Linked DNA regions of Mus musculus: region 1 is linked to region 2. Evidence: chromatin contacts called from public HiChIP or PLAC-seq data. All regions are on one chromosome and are shown on one strand. The core of a region is the stretch at or near the end of the contact, and the rest is flanking DNA. Distances in the headings are between cores, read along the strand shown. Region 1 overlaps Prss12 (protease, serine 12 neurotrypsin (motopsin)). Region 2 holds the start of Mettl14 (methyltransferase like 14).

Evidence for each region. HiChIP or PLAC-seq counts read pairs in DNA pulled down with a chosen protein or histone mark.
Region 1: a contact with region 2 is called in an H3K4me3 HiChIP or PLAC-seq map of bone marrow-derived macrophages, with 2.3 times the contacts expected there. The contact joins the enhancer-like site here to the promoter of Mettl14 in region 2. A contact is called at or near these places in 4 of 39 promoter capture datasets (frontonasal cranial neural crest, macrophages, maxillary cranial neural crest and 1 more), 9 of 484 Hi-C or Micro-C datasets (the 3T3-L1 cell line, the G1E-ER4 cell line, cerebellum and 6 more), 2 of 115 datasets of contacts at active chromatin or transcription factors (bone marrow-derived macrophages and craniofacial prominence) and 2 of 9 other capture datasets (adipose tissue and liver).

The regions. Positions count from the first base shown.
Region 1 is chr3:123,478,647-123,483,254 of GRCm38.p6, forward strand. It overlaps Prss12 (protease, serine 12 neurotrypsin (motopsin)), which reads left to right. Exons shown (of 11, transcript NM_008939.2): 4 at 919-1,060; 5 at 4,028-4,224. Among named protein-coding and RNA genes, the nearest start is that of Snora24, 27 kb to the right of the region's middle. Within about 2 kb of position 2,820, at least 6 of the 459 cell types and tissues checked have an H3K27ac peak or open chromatin away from gene starts, as enhancers often do. A contact at or near this core is called in bone marrow-derived macrophages, where this site is marked.
Region 2 is chr3:123,384,537-123,389,115 of GRCm38.p6, forward strand. Mettl14 (methyltransferase like 14) reads right to left here and starts at 1,454. Exons shown (of 11, transcript NM_201638.2): 1 at 1,226-1,454. The coding sequence starts at 1,291.

The DNA of each region.
Region 1 (4,608 bases), core at 1,570-4,069, 95 kb after region 2:
TTTAATTTTTGTATGTGTGTGTGCGTGTGCATGAAAAGTAAAAGAATTATTATCCATGGGATGCTGATTTCATACATCTTTATTTATGCTGTTGTTTTTTTATTAGCAACACAATGCATTTATACATACTAGAAGTAGCTTTTAAGTCTACCTTTTTGGAGAATGAAATATTGTGCTTTCTGCTCTCAAACTTTTGTGTAGAATTCTCCGTGTATAATTACTCATCGAGTTAATAAGATTCAAATTTCAGATCTGTATTATCAGTAAAAGTGCAAAGGCAAGGTGTGCTTTTATCACCCAGGAGTGTCTGAAGACAGATCATTCTTTACCCAGGGTAGCTTTTCCTACATTCCTAGTTCAGTATTTTGACTTGCACTTAAAAATTTGAAATACCATCTCTACGTCACTATATACTTTGCTGTTTCAATGAAAATGACTGTTGTTTAGATTTGAGAGGAGTGGAATTATGGGAAATTTCCTAGATAGGATTTAATATAGAAAAATAAAAATATGTACTTAGAAATTACATCAGAATATATTTTCTACTTGGAGAATAGACCTCAAATATCAGAAGGACAAATGTGTTAATCCTCAGAAAGAGTACAATAACCTCATTGTAGAGCGCAGTGATAGGCTATCAAATAGCTCAGAGGGAGGTCTGAACACAGTGGTACATCAGGCCAAACAAAGATTCGTTCTTCCCTCCCTCCTTCCCTCCTTCCCTCCTTCCCTCCCTCCTTTCCTCCTTTCTTTCTTTCTTTCTTTCTTTCTTTCTTTCTTTCTTTCTTTCTTTCTTTCTTTCCTTCCTTCCTTCCTTCCTTCCTTCCTTCCTTCCTCTCTCTCTCTCTCTCTCTCTCTCTCTCTCTCTCTCTCTCTCTCTAAGTTAGTTTGCTCTGTGTCTTTATCTCCTTATCACAGATGGTGTCATCAGACTGGCAGGAGGAAAAAGTACCCATGAAGGTCGCCTGGAGGTCTACTACAAGGGGCAGTGGGGGACAGTCTGTGATGATGGCTGGACTGAGATGAACACATACGTGGCTTGTCGACTGCTGGGATTTAAGTAAGGCTCACTGGTGTGGGGACATTGAATGACAAAACACATCTTTAAAGTCAGAATTGCTGTATAATTTTTACCTTTAATTTTAAAAATAGATATGCCTGACTTACCAGATGCTTATCTGTGTGTCTTCCATCATCTATTTGCTTATCATCTGTCACCATCATCTTCATTAGTTTGTCATCATTTGCCTGTCATATTAGTAATGCCCACCTACTGACCTATCTACCTACTATTGCAACTGACCTGCCTATCTATCTGCCTACCTATCTATCTGCCTACCTATCTGCCTACTTATCTACCTAATCTACCTACCTCACCTATCTACCTACAAATGGAATTATGATTAAAACACGACATTTTTTAAAGATAGTGAGTAACCATCTCTTGTCATCTATTTCATGTATCTTTCCTACTAACCTCTCTTTTCTTGAGCAAATTGGTTGAAGTTATGAGTGACTTCTGGTGTGCTCTTTTGTCTATTCAGACAAGTTTTGTGAATGCTCACTTTTATTATGATGTATTTTTACTACTAGAGGTTATTAGTTTTGACATCATTGTGTCTACAATTTCAGCAGTTTCATTGAGGAATGCTGTGGTGTCACATGGTTCTTTCTTGGAACACGATGATAATTGACACTTGTGTTGGAAAAGAACAGCCCTCTTGTCATGAGATGGCCTTTAGAACTAGCCTTTGACCTTGCCCACTTGCAATCTGAGTAGCACACTTAGGGAAGTATGTCATTAGTATTACATACATAATACATTCCACTGTAAAGACCTAAGTTGATTTAAGTAACTGGAAATGATGGCCTTGAGGTAAATATTCAAATAAAGCCCATGGATGCCCCTTCATTCTTGTGCTTCATATTTCTATGTGATTATTTTAAAAGTTGGTGAAATTACTTAAAGTCAGCTTGAAATATAGCTAATTGCAAATACTCACAAAGCTTTAAATTATACAGCTTCCAAGCTGGATCAAGCTGTGATTAAATTTGTATTTTAAAAAGAAAGTTTGAAAAACAAACTTCTCATTCTTACACATTTTGTAAGAATTACACATACTTTGCATGTGCCATTCTGTATCAGCCATTATATTAAATCTGTGATTGTGTAGACACTTGCCTTAGTTTTATAATGGTACAGAGTCACATGTTTTGGGGAAACTCTCACACCATGATTTAATTATATTCAGGCTAATTTTCTAGGGTAAGAGTATAACTTTCAGCTTAATCATAAATAATGCTATCATGAAGATACAAATGTACAAATTAACTGACGTTTATAATTTTGGGCAGATAGCAGTTGTTGAACTTACTAGGTCAAGGGGTATAATTGCCAAATACATATGACCATTTAGTTAATAAGAACTCCTTAGCTTATGCCATGTTGTATTGAATAAGGATGTTATGCTGACAATTCAGTCTCAGATGTGGGAATTTTTTTTTACATTTTCTTTCTCATTAGTGAAAATAATCAACTAGTGAATTAGTGAATAATCAATTAGTGAAAAACTGAAGTATAAACTAAATGTAAGCTAAACTATAAAATATGGAGTTATATTTTATACTTAGGTTTTTCCTCCATATTTTATAGTTTAGTTTACATTTAGTTTATACTTCAGTTTTAGAGATCCATACCATTTCCTCTCGTAGATAAACTATCTGGACTTGGGGGTACTTAAAATGTTCTCAGTGGTGTGTCAGGGTGAGCGTGCGCCACCAGTAAGTTACAGAGGAAGTTCTGAAAGCAGTGATTCACTTGGATTGAGAAAGAGTAAACTTGGTTTCGTTGTATAAATGCAGACCCAGGCTAACGAGACTTCCTGTTATATGTTTCGTGGCTGAATTAGACAGAGAGAAATAAGGTTAATATGCTGATTGGAAGAATGCTTGAAGTCAAGAGTGATGGCAGTATGCAATTTAACTTCATTGGTTGCTGTGAAAAAACAAAAAACAAAAAACAAAAACTGGATTAGTTAGACAAATGACCTTAAAGTAACTATTTAAAACTGTTGCCTTAAGTTATTACATAATTTATCAAGTTAGAAAAATGTAATGACTGCACAGTAGAGCTATTAGGAAAATTCATGCAACTGGAAAATTTGTCATATGTCCTTGGTAGAGAGGTAATAAAAGTATAGAGTGAGGGGAGGGACTGGCCCAAGATTTCTGACTGAGAGGTGAATTTCACAGACTCTGAGATTTGAAGGCACTTTGAAGTTCTTCAAGTTTAGTGATACCTGCCATGATTCTAAAAGAACAAAAACAAAAACAAAAACAAAACAAAACAAAACAAACCAGAAATATTGAGAGAAGGCTGAAAATAAATGTAGTTACCCAACTGCCAACTTTTCAATTTTAAAGATATTTGCTACTGCACAACTTATCACTTATTGCAATGCATAACATAATGTAATAAAGTCAGTTGGCACACGGTGTCATTTATAAAAAAATTTTGTGCATTAAACTTACATAACCTTATGAAAAGAACACTCGTCATTCTTACTTTGCTGGGACAACAGCCAAATTTTAATCCAGGATTGGGTCCCAATTGTGAGCAGGCAGTGAATTGGGACTCTCTCTTGGAGAAGGACTCTGGAGAACCTGAGGGAAGCCGATGAACTCAGACAAGCAGAGACCCAAACCAAACCATCATCTTCTCTCTCTACTTCACAGAGCTATTCCATGGTGAGGAATTTGAGGTTTATCTCTTTGCACGCTCTCAAGCTGGTGGGTTAAACTGTAGTCAAAACACAAGAGTGAGTTATGGGTTAGTTACTCATCAAGTTAACCAAAAGACCTTAAGTTAAGTCAAATGCACAGCAAAGCAAGCACAGTTGAGTCTCCAAGGCCTGAGAAAGGTCAGATTCTTATCCTCTGAAGTCACGATACTAAATTAGTTGTTTTTACTGGTCCCTCAATGCCTGGGATGGCAGTTCTGCTAAGAGCACTCATTTCATTGCCACAGATACGGCAAACAGTCCTCTGTGAACCATTTTGATGGCAGCAACAGGCCCATATGGCTGGATGACGTCAGCTGCTCAGGAAAAGAAGTCAGCTTCATTCAGTGTTCCAGGAGACAGTGGGGAAGGCATGACTGCAGCCATAGAGAAGATGTGGGCCTCACCTGCTATCCTGACAGCGATGGACATAGGCTTTCTCCAGGTAAGGACAAGATGTTGCTCTTGAGGTCACAGATGTCCACTCTGTTCCTCCAACCAGTGGTCTGGAATGTGAAACATTTTCCATCCTTGATTTTATTGTCAAAAGGTCTGTTTTCCATGAAAAATAACCTTTTGAATTCTCAACTACCATTTCATGTCTAAATCTGGATTTGCTTTTCATTAAAAATCTAGATTGCTCAATTAAAAAATGTTTATAATTTAATCCGAAGAGTTTTTATGATAGGAGAGAGCCAACTCCCTTAGGTTGTCTACCTACCTTGAAAATCATAATTATGAACCTGAGAATGGGTCCCAGAGACATTTACACACACACACACACACACACACACACACACACACACAAGATTAAAACATAAAATATGGT
Region 2 (4,579 bases), core at 204-2,703:
CAGAAAGTTCTTTGAGGAACCCAAGATTTAGCAATGAGAAATGACAGCGCTCTACCTTAACCACTGAGCCACCTCTCTCTCTAGCCCACCTTCACATTCTCGAGACTGGTGTCGAAGGAAGTTTGTATTATTTTCTTGAGATCCTGGCGAGAAAGACTCATTGGAAATCTAAAATTTACTCACTCAAGCTTTGAGCATTTCCCTCCATTACTTATATTGATTTGTATGGTGTAATGAAAACAGCCTGAGATTTTTAAGTAAAACAACTTGTAGTATGTATTCCCTGCATGAATGGTCTACTAAACGGCAAGCACTCACATCTTCATTCACTAGCTTCAATGAAAGCGAAAGGTTTGAAAAGTAATCTCTAGAGAGAGGAATCTTAGAGAATTCTCTGGTGAGGGCTGGCTAGGGAAAAACGTTAAAATTTGGAAACCTAGTCCTAATGTACTAGTGAACGTAACACCTCCTGTCTCTAATAAATTACCAAGTAAGGATTCAAACGTTTGGTTGAAGGTAGACTGTGTTCTAAGTGCAGAATCTAAAATTTGCTCTAACTTAGGTGGCTTCCAATGAGTCTTTCGACAGGATCTCAAGAAAATAATCAAACTTCCTTCAAAACCAATATCAAGAAAAGATTAAGAACATGCACTGCTCTTCCAAAGGACCTGAGTTCAAGTCCCAAGCACCCACACCAGGAGGCTCACAACTACCTGTAGTTCCAGCTCCAGAAAGATCCAACACCTCTGGCGCTGTGCTCACGTGCACATATATATATACACACAGAGAGACAAACCCCACATAATTTAAAATAAAAACTAATCTTAAAAAAAATAAAGAATCTGAAGCTGACGCGGGAGAAAGGCAAGACATGAAACACTGCTTCAACAGTGACGGTGAAATGTAAGGGCTAAAACTGCCACTTGCTCTTGTAGCAACTACTAGCACTGCACTCATCGACAATTCCCAAGTCTACCCCCACCACTCAAGTCCGTGCCCGCCACGGTGGGGACAGAAAGCCCAAGCCTGGCAGCGGTTGGTTTTCTACGTAATGACTCTGACAGGCACTCGAGTAGACTAGGGAATAAAAGTCCCGGGACAAAGACCTTGACAGATGCTGATGTGAGAGTTCACCAAAAAAAAAAAAAAAAAAAAAAAAAAAAAATTTTTTTTAAAAGAGGCGGCCGCGCACGCGCACTAATGCTCCCTCCCACCCGCCGCACACCTGCTGAGCTAGGAGCTGCCGCCGTAACTTCTGCCGCTCCCGGATCTCCTGCAGGCGGCTATCCATGCCCCAGCTTCGGCTGCTCACCACCCCGACAGACTCCGCGCCCGCCAAAATGCAAATCCACCTGCCAAACCAGGAAACACCGGGTCCCGCCCCGCAGAGATTCTGACCCGGAGACTTTCACGTCCCTCAGGAGGAAGTTTCCGGCGCGCCTGAAACAGGCTATGCCTGAACAGGAAGTCCCGCCTCCAGGACGCCGAAGATATGATGTCACACGACGAGACCCAATGGGGATGTAGTGGTGGTTGAGGGCGAGGAGCCGCTTTTGGCTATCTTCTTAGTGCTTAAAGTCTTTCCTGAAGGGTTAGGCTCGGTTTTTTTGTTTTTTGTTTTTCCTGCTCATAAAAGAAGTTTTTCTTTTTCCCGTTAACCAATTGTCCGCCTGCCAGTCCTGGCTTTTTAATATTTGAGGGATGCTTGTGGGTTTCTTTCACTGCAATACTGACCGGCTTGTGAAGGACTGGATCGCCGCTCAGTAACCTTGGCAAGTTAGCGAGCTTTTGTAAAAGAACAGAGAAAGAGGGTCTTGGGGGGCTGAGGCAGGAGGACCCAGGAGTTTGGAGCCTAGGCTATGTAATGAAACCCTGTCATTCACTCATTTATTTATATAAATAAATAAATAAATAAATAAGAACAGAGAAAGAGGGTCTTGGGGGGCTGAGGCAGGAGGACCCAGGAGTTTGGAGCCTAGGCTATGTAATGAAACCCTGTCATTCACTCATTTATATAAATAAATAAACAAACAAATAAATAAATAAATGCAAGCAAACATAGCGGTAGTTACGTAGTGAAACCCTGTCATTCATAAACACACAAACAGAGCGGGCAGCGCTGAAACCCTGTCATTCATTCATTTATATAAATAAATAAATAAATAAATAAATAAATAAATAAATAAATGCAAGCAAACATAGCGGTAGTTACGTAGTAAATAAATAAATAAATAAATAAATGCAAGCAAACATAGCGGTAGTTACGTAGTAAATAAATAAATAAATAAATAAATAAATAAATAAATAAATGCAAGCAAACATAGCGGTAGTTACGTAGTGAAACCCTGTCATTCATAAACACACAAACAGAGCGGGCAGCGCTAGGCTATGTAATGAAACCCTGTCATTCATTCATTCATTCATATAAATAAATAAATAAATAAATAAATAAATAAATAAATGCAAGCAAACAGCGGTAGTTACGTAGTGAAACCCTGTCATTCATAACAACACACAAACAGAGCGGGCAGCGGTAGCGAATGCCTTTAATTCCAGCACCCGAGAGACAGAGGCCGGCAGTTCTCTGAGTTCGAGGCCAGCCTGGTCTACAGAGCAAATTTCAGGGCAGCCAGACCTACACAGAGAAACCCCATCTCAAAAACAACAATCAAGCAAAAATTCCTTGCATAATAGTAGAATTATATGACAAAAACGTTAATTTTCAAAAAGTCTTCTGTAAATTATTTTGACTATATAGTGTTAAGGTATATCTCTTTCAGACTTAGCTATATTATTTGATAATTATGACTGCCGGGACTAGATGTTTATTCACTGAGCATTTCTTATAGCAAGTACTGTGCTGAGCTCTGGAGTCTATGAAGGCTCAAAGATCAAAAAATATATGAACATGCCGGCTCCTTCCTTCTGTCCCATCAGCTCTAGGCTGTTATTCCAATACATGTTCTCCATTTAAAATAACTATGTGAACTGGGATCTCCTGCATGAAGTGGGGCTGAAAACCAGTGGATCCACACTATCTCACAGTATTTATGAAGTCAATGAGATCCATCAGAGAATTGTTGGATTTTTTACAAAGGGATATGACTTTTAAAATCTCCCCACCACTGAAGTTTTAAAAAATTAGACTGCATCAGTACACCTGTAGATTCTGACATGCCTGTTTGTACATCCGTTCATCTCAGGGTAAGGATCACAAGTGTGTGCGAGTGGGATAAGAGGGAGATGAAAACAAAGCCCATATGTAACTCAGACTCTTTAGGGAAGCAATTCCATTTGTAGGCAGTTTGTTTAAAAGACTGATGATTCACACAATTTGCACTGTTGCCTCCAAGCCCCTGAGGAATGGTATCTCCAAACCTGTATATCCAGCTGCCTATTGCATACCTTAGATATTGTATACCTTAGATATTGTATACTTAGAACACTTCCCATCATTTCTTACATGTGTTAATTTCTTCCAAAAATATGTGATGAAAGTTAATTCCCAACATCAGAAGGTGTGACTTTTAAACATGATTTAAAAATTTTCCTCTTCGACAGTTTTATATATGCATTAAGTTCATTTGGATTATTGTAACCCTCCACCTTCTAGTCTTTTCCGGACCCCTATTGCTCACCCCACATGTCCCTTACCCATATTCATGTCTATAGGATTATTTACTTGTTTTGGTTTGCTGGTTGGTGATTTGTCTATCTAGATTTGTTCTGTTTTGAGACCCACTGAGTTTAACTCATATTTAACTTATATATAAGACAGTGGGTTTGGAACTATCTGCTGGGGCCTGTTGAGCTTCTCAGTAGGTACATAACTAGAAACAGTGACTGTCCCTTGCCCATAATCTGTTGATACAGCCAGTAGCTCATTAGGAGAGTAGGGCCCCATGAGCCCTTCCCCAATCCATGATTGACTGTTGATAGACTCAGTTTTGTGCGGGCTCACTACAGTCACTACAGGCTGTGAAATTATGACTTCATTGGCTATGCCATGCCCAGAAATCATGCCCTATCTCCAGGCCTTTCATTCGTTCTGTTCCCCTTTCTCAGTGATCCCTGTGGCTTGAGGAGTAGCATGAGTGTTCTAATTAGAGCCAAACACTCAAGAGTCACTTATTCTCAGCACCTCGAGCCATCATCACTCTCCACCTTGAAAGGAGAAGGCACTTGTAAGAAGTGATTGGGTCATGAGGATGCCACACTCTTGGATAGATTCATTGCTTTTTATAAAGGGGTTTGATGGAAAATGTTATCTCTTTTTTGCATTTCTGCCTTCTCCCATATTGGTAGTTTGAAAGTCAAGGGCTCCCTTATTAGGAGATGTGGCCTTATTGGAGTAGGTGTGGCATTGTTGGAGGAAGTGTGTCTTAGTTAGGTCCTGGTGCCTGCAGAATGGATGTAGAAATCTCTGCTTTTTCTCACATTCCATATCTGCCTGCACCATGATTTCCACCATGAGAGTAGTGGACTAAACCTCTGAAACTGTAAACCAGCCCCAATTAAATATTTTCTTTTATAAGAGTTGCTGTGGTCATAGTGTCTTCTTAACAGCAATAGAAACCCT